Regions from separate parts of the Hordeum vulgare genome. Here region 2 is linked to region 1. The links are chromatin contacts, called in public Hi-C maps. All regions are on one chromosome and are shown on one strand. The core of a region is the stretch at or near the end of the contact, and the rest is flanking DNA. Distances in the headings are between cores, read along the strand shown. Region 1 holds the start of LOC123444937 (ubiquitin-conjugating enzyme E2 7). Region 2 holds the start of LOC123444940 (50S ribosomal protein L17-like).

Region 1 (3,743 bases), core at 76-2,575:
TTCTTGACGATACCACTGAAGCGGCACGATGGCCGAGAGAGCCACACTTGTCGTATTCCTTATGTTCACGCATGTTCAATGCCAGAGCGACTTTTGTTGTACGGGGCAAGAAGGCTATCTACAATCCCCGTTCGTTAATATGTCGTCATTAAGCAGACTAACCGGTCGAGGAACCAACTCAGGCATCACACAATGATGCACCTGGATGTTTGGCAGCACCGGAATTCGCTATTTAAAGGCGGCCACACTCGACCAATTCCTCAACACAACACTTACGCTCCACATCCTCCTTCTTTGCTCCACATCCGCCATGACCGCGAGCCGGAACACTATGTGGGATAGCTTTCGTCGGAGATGAAGCATGAGGTGGCCGCTCTTATTATTTTCAAAAGGTCAAAGATTTATATATTTGACTAAAGTGATATAGAAACGTTAACTTTGACAGATAAAATGCGATTGTGTGTGATAAAATACGGGACTTCTCCTCTCTGTATGCCGCTAACGAAAAGAAGGGGTGGGAATCCCGGCTATTCGTTGCGACGTTTGTAGTTAGGTCCCATAGGGTTAGTATTTTGTTCTCCGACGATAGCGTTATGCCGATCAAGAATAACACTTATTTTCTCAACTCCTGGTCCATCTTGTTGGCGGCAATCTTGTCGACAATTATACTAGGGCGGGGATCGTCTGACCGTTGCTCTTGTAGAGTGGTGGGTATGTTCATGTCTTTGTGTTACGTAGGTGGACTTTGAAGATGTCTTCCGGCGGAGTGGATGCTGACTCTTCATGTCTTCTCCTCTTACTTTTTCTCTGGTCGGCGATGTTTGAACAATTTCAACATAACTTGGGAGCTTATAAAGTTAGGTCTCACTGACTTTGTCTGGCCGGATTTGGGGTGGTCGTCCAACCTTCTTTGTCTTTTTTTCTACGCAACGATTTGTTTTGTCAAATCATTGTTGTCGGCATCTTCTGGCTTTGGCAGATAAGTTCAGTCGTTGCGTCAACAATGTTTTCCTTATCTTGCTCCCGTGTGTGTAGAGACATCATCGAGCTCGCTCACCGCTTGCCGCCGCCGAGTGCAGGACAAAGACGTCGTCGATTTCTTAATGGATACATATGTAATTTTATTTTTTTATAAGGATGTTCTTGTAATGGTTGGTCAACGTTTTTCACATGGCATGTGGCCTTTTTCTCAAAAAAAAAAGGTAAATAAGAGTAGTATTGGAACGAGCTTGGAAATTAAACATGCAGTGAAGATTAAAAACTGGAAATGAACTCCTTCTCCTTTGCCCGAAATGGACTTGGCATCTCCATCGGCGCTTCAGCGGTCACCGGACTCTCCCCACTATAATTGGCTCCTCTGCTGGCTGCTGCTGCCCCTCATCAACAACCTCTCCGCTTTCTCCTTCCCGTCTCTCTCCTCTCCTCTGGTCCCGATTCCCTTCTCCGAGCTCCTCCCTATAAATAAGGCGGCCCGCGGCGGCCATCAATCCCCGTCACCGCCTACCGAGAGGCCGCGAATTATTCCTCCGCCCGCCGCGAAAACCCTAGCCGCCGCCGATCCCATGGCCACCGCCTCCAGCCAGGCGAGCCTCCTCCTCCAGAAGCAGCTCCGAGGTGCGGATCCGCCCGCCGGCTCCCGATTTGCCCGCCCACGCGCGTCGCTTTTCTCCCCCGCTCGGTTTCGACTGATCTGGCTTGCCGTGGTCGATGCAGATCTCGCGAAGCACCCCGTCGATGGGTTTTCAGCTGGGCTCGTCGACGACAGCAACGTCTTCGAGTGGCAGGTCACCATCATCGGCCCGCCGGAGACCCTATAGTGAGTTCGGATTCCCCTCCGATCCGCATCGCCTCTCGATTTCGCATCGCCGTGAATTCTGCCTGTTTTGTGTGTCTCTGACTAAATTCGTTAGCGCCCAAGGTAGCGTAGCATGGGGTTGAACTTTCCTTTGTCTCTCGCGTGTTGGCATGGCTATCCTACCCGTAATACACGGCCGGCCGAGTTCCATTGGCACCGTGCGTGCGAGAGCGCACAGCCGCACAAGCAACTCTCTTTACTGGGCAGATACATCTGGTGGTGGTGTGGAATTGGGGCTGCCTTTGCCCGTCGCGGTGTGCAGATTCAAGGAAAATTGGGTTGGATCGTGTTCTGCATCATGTTAATAGGTTGAGCTATATGTATCATCTGGTTGGAGTTTAGTATAATATGCAGATGGGTAAATTGGGTTGCTCGCCCCATTCCGTGCTGGTGAGGTTCATCGTGGTTTGGGGTTATTTCTTCCATTTCTTCGGTAGCACTCTGCTTCTGTAAAATGCCGGGCAAGTTTGTGAGGCTTCTCTCAAGTAGTAGTAGTGACTAGTGACGCCCTGGAGTTCCATTCTAATTTCATCAGGTGATTTGTTGCATGAGGGGATTTTTCATAGCAATCATAAAATTCCCTCTCTGATAAAAATTTAAGTTGAAAGTAAACACATCCAAGTGAGGTAAATTGATTCTTGCTATTACTTAATGCATACGTTTTTTAGGCCAGAGTTGTGTAGATACTTACTGATTTTAAGTAGCACCTGCTGGTACTTGTAAGTGATAATAGTGTGGATCAGGGAGTTCAATGTGCATATGCACCGCCGAACACCCCTCTTCGGTTCAAAACCTGTGCTCTCATTCATAGAGATAGGTTTGGGTTGGAAAGAGAGCATGTCAACCTTTAGACCATCACTTGTACTCCATGCCATTTGTTTCAAGTGTACCAAGCAGCAATTTGGGTTTCTTTGTTGGTTTCTTCTCTTCCTTCATGTGTCTGGCAATGTTTACACAATCGAAATTTGTGTCCCTTGTGGAGGTGGCGGAATCCAGCTGCTGATGCGGGTGGCTTTCTAAAAAAAAACTGCTACACATCAAAATTACCAAGATAATATTGGTTATTTATCTTGTTATTTGACTTGATGATCATTAGTATGTGAGTGGGAGGAAAGAGTTGGCTGTCTGGCTTTGTATGAAGTTTACATCCATCTTTTCTTGGCGATGAGTAATGTGGCTTCCAAAAGAAATGAACAAACCATATGATAATGCCATAATGGACTGAGGGCTAAAAATTCTGAGTAGTTGACAGGAGGTTATGTCTATGTGGTCGGCATGAGTTACCCACGACTTAATGATTGTAATTGCTTGTAACAATTTGGCATATTTGGTAGAACATGTTCTTATCAATATTAATTTATTTAACAAGCATACACTATCAGATCGTTTTTACAATGCTGAAATTTTATGTTCCTTTTGTCTGGAAGAGAACTGGCGATGATCTAAGGAGCTTTGTTGTTGTTTTTGGATAGCTTACATATTGCTTTCATGCTTTGAGACTCTGGGGATCTGTTGTATGGATCTTGCGGCATCCTGGCCTTTTCTTCTAATACAAGAAGAATGCATTTGGGCGCGGTGCTTGAAGGGGGAGGGGGGTATCATATCCTTTGATCTGCTCAGTAACACTGATTTTCTTTTTGCAGTGATGGAGGCTATTTCAATGCTATTATGAGCTTCCCACAAAATTATCCGAACAGCCCTCCAACAGTTAGATTCACTTCTGAAATGTGGCATCCTAATGGTCAGATGTTCACAATTAGAACTTTATGTACTCGCACAATCCATTAATCTGACATTATGCTATTTTTTCCAGTTTATCCGGATGGGCGGGTATGCATTTCTATTCTTCATCCACCTGGTGATGATCCCAACGGATACGAGCTCGCGA
Region 2 (3,654 bases), core at 927-3,426, 170 kb after region 1:
TTCATTGTCTGGGCATAGTAATGTAAGATTATTCATGGATTTGGAACCATGAGTTGGTTGCAAGACCTTATGGGTTTCAGCTCTAGCCTATCCCAACTTGTTTGGGAGTAAAAGCTTTATTGTTGTTGTTGTTGATGATGATCCATGGATTTGGAAACATTCCTGGCAGCGCCTTATTTCATTAAAACAAAGCATGCCATGAAAATATTTTTGTTCTCAACCAGTCAGACCTTCGACATCAAGCAAACACAAAGGCAAAGTCAAACAGAAATAAAAGGTGAGTAACAGAGAGTAGCTATTATCACGCTGTGGAAATGTTAGGATATATGAACAAAGAAACTTACTCAATGTATGCCATTGGTGCAGCATCACCTATTCGTATCCTAGTTCGCAAAAGTCTTGTATATCCGCCTGCTCGATCTCTAGGATATAAAACATATAAAAAATAAAAAATCAGTAGGTTCAGCTTGAAAATGATATTATCATCTGTTTCGAAATAAACAATATTCTAGTTTTTTTGTTCCAAAAATACATGGCTCCTACAGATATGAGGACATTTACGACATATCCCTTCCTACAGACCTCTCCATTGTCTAGCAAGGTTACTTTGCTATGAGAAAAATAGTAATCCTAAGTATGCAGGAGCTTAGCAAGGTCGAAAAGTAAAGGGCTGTTTGGATGGTGCCCAAGCTAGCCCTGCCAAAGCGAAGGCGTGCCAAAATTTTGGCGAAGGAAATTGCCGCCGGGAACTCGCCCGCATGCTGCTGCAAAATCCCACGGGATGACCAAATAATTGGCTGAGATACGAAAACTTGGCTGTGAACCAAACACACGCCAACCAGCTGGTCAACGACCAATATTTTGGAAGGGCGGCCTTGGGCTGCCATCCAAACAGCCCCTGAATCAAAGAGATTTCCAGTTGTATTAGATAAGCTGATTCATGGCTAGCTAAAAAGACATACTTATAGCGGTAGGCCAGCTCTGTGAATAGCTTATGGACAACATCATCTCCACGAACAAAAGCAGAAGCACGTCTTGCTGCATCCAGTGTACCCTACATGATTTATCAATACGACATGAGGTTCTGCATTGTCAGCCACTCAGCCTGGATGTAGTAGTTAACTAAATCAATGCAAACATCTTGATCAGATAACAAGAGCACATGAGTTTCAGTATTTGAAACCTGAAGATAAGACTACGAAATCAACGCAACATCTTGGGTAGATAACAAGACGCTTGAAGTCGCATATGGAAGGAGATAGTTTCAAGAACAGAACATACAAAAGCATCAGGAACTTATGTTTTACCAACAAAAATATGATAATTAGGACTCCTGATGTATAGAGCAGCTCTTTGGCTCTACAATATAACGATTTTTTAGCAGGGAAAGATTGATAGGCACTATGCTAAAAAATAGACAACATTTCATTCTGCTTGAAAATGACATGTAAGCCTCATGATGACACAACAGAAAGTTATAAGGTCCGATCCTAAGTGACTGCAAATGAACCGAATGCTAATACAGCTGAACAGAACCAATTAATTACTTTTCCCACTCATTAACTAGTTCTGAGCTTTGTGTGCAGTTGACTACACCATGGTTGCAGACAGACAGCTCCATAGAACAATGGAAATCACATGTTTTCAGGTGAAAAAACGTTGGGCACTAGGGATATGGCGTTGAGTTTACATCTTTGCCGAGCTGCACCATCTGATCCGCCTTGCGCCGCACCTCCTTCGCCTGAAACACCAACCACCCAGAAAAGGTCACTACATCAGCCACCCAGATTCCGGTGCGGCAAACATCCACGGCAAAGCAATCGACAGACGTACCTTGGCGACGGTGGTCTCGATGCGCTCGTGCTTCACCAGCTGCGACACCATCGTCCTGCCGAAGCACACGAATCCGGAAGGAAAATCAGCCGCACGGCGACGCAGCGCATATTCATCACAGCGGCGAGCGGAGAGAGAAGATCAGCACGAGATACCTGAGCATGGACACGCGGTGCGCGGCGTGGCGCCCGAGCTTGCGGAACTTGCCCATGGCGTCGGCGGCGGGGGCTGAGCGGCCGGCGCGGCGGCGGCGAGGGTTGAGGGGTTTGAGAAGGTGCTCGGTCGGTGCTGCTCGGACTTGGACCTGGACGCCTGCTAGGTTTGTGCTGCCCTCCGACTTTCTGGCCCGTCAGGCCCGAAATGAAGTTCTGAGTGGGCCTTAATTGGGCGGCGGCCAGTGGATACACGCAATCGCAACAGAGGTCGGAAAGAACTTCCCTAAAAAGAATGTTCGGAACGACGATGATCGTGACAGCATAAGAGCATCTAGAATAGTAGATCCGGCTGCCGGCTGTAAGCTCATGCCATATCACCTATAATCCATCTTATAACTAATATGTATAATAGTTGGTTAGAAAAGTGTATTACTTATTTATTATATGACCCACCTTTCATTCTCACGAAGTGCCTAGGAGCACGTGCTAGAGTTGGCTCTTAACTAAGAGCCCGCTTACCTTCTCTCTCCTCTTCTCTCCTCCAACTAAGCAAAAATATACTACTTTATTCTTTATAGCCAGCTCACTCAACTCTATTGTACTTGCTCTAAGCAGATACGTGTTGCTCCGTTGGTGTCCAATCGATGATCCTCGTGCTAGTCGTGAACAGCTGAAACCTGCACCTCAACCTCGGCCAGTGATAGCCGGAAACCGGTGGCGGAGTCAGCTCAATGTGATAGCCTGGAGAACATATGAAGGCTCCTAATGGTCGGAAGTTATTTTGTGATTTGTCCACGGAAAAGCTGAATTTTCTTCATCCTTGTCATTATTTTAAGAAAGAGATTGCAAGCTGAGCCTGGACAACTGCCGAGGATAGGTGGGCGATGGCTCCGTCACTACCGGAAACATACATCGAGAACAATCTGACAGGTCCTCCCGGCTGGACTGTTGACAGACAAACGCATGCATCCTCAACATCGGGGGTGACTACCGTAGCTCATGTCAAAGAAGATCCGACCGACAACGCGATATATAAGACAATAGATGAATGTTTTTGCACCCACTGAAACCCCAAACACCTAGAAGGGACCCCGTCAAGGAGTGCGACGGTTATAAACTGCCCTAGGTCGATTCGCTCGTTCCTATATCCTTGGGATTCGCATTCAAAGAACAACGAAAAACGAGAGAGAAAAACAATGATGACATAAAACGTAGATGAAAAACTAGTATAGATTGATATGTTCGATTGTGTGTTATTCAATCGGCCGACATCTCTTACAAATATATGAGACGGTTGGACTTTCCGTACAAAAAAAAGACTCAAATCCTGTCTAAAACATTAAAAGTTAACCTAACTCCGATTACGAGGGCCGGAACTTCCGATCGGCCTGGAAATTCCGGGCTAAAATTACGACGAGTAGCCTTGTTATACTGATTCTGTAGGTCGCATATGACTTCAGATCACGATGGTCCCAAAAGCAAAATTGTAGAGTTTGAAACGCAGAGTATTTCGTTAATTGAACACTTCTTCATATGAGGCCATGTTGAAGTTGAATTTGGGTTCTCAAAACTGCAAAAAAAAAATCCAGTTTTCGGGGCCTATCGCGCGCAAACTTTCGGTTTAGTCCGGAACCTTCCCGGAACTTGCCCGGAACTTCCGAGGCAA

What was found. A called contact is a pair of places that touch in the nucleus more often than the background predicts.
Region 2: a Hi-C map of seedling shows a contact between it and region 1, with 2.6 times the contacts expected there. The contact joins the promoter of LOC123444940 here to the promoter of LOC123444937 in region 1. A contact is called at or near these places in 3 of 6 Hi-C or Micro-C datasets (leaf and seedling) and 1 of 1 datasets of contacts at active chromatin or transcription factors (embryo).

The regions. Positions count from the first base shown.
Region 1 is chr3H:550,957,245-550,960,987 of MorexV3_pseudomolecules_assembly, forward strand. LOC123444937 (ubiquitin-conjugating enzyme E2 7) reads left to right here and starts at 1,326. Exons shown (of 6, transcript XM_045121826.1): 1 at 1,326-1,614; 2 at 1,714-1,816; 3 at 3,499-3,596; 4 at 3,669-3,743. The coding sequence starts at 1,563.
Region 2 is chr3H:551,129,681-551,133,334 of MorexV3_pseudomolecules_assembly, forward strand. It overlaps LOC123444940 (50S ribosomal protein L17-like), which reads right to left and starts at 2,177. Exons shown (of 6, transcript XM_045121830.1): 1 at 1,989-2,177; 2 at 1,834-1,888; 3 at 1,691-1,741; 4 at 963-1,054; 5 at 345-422. The coding sequence starts at 2,044.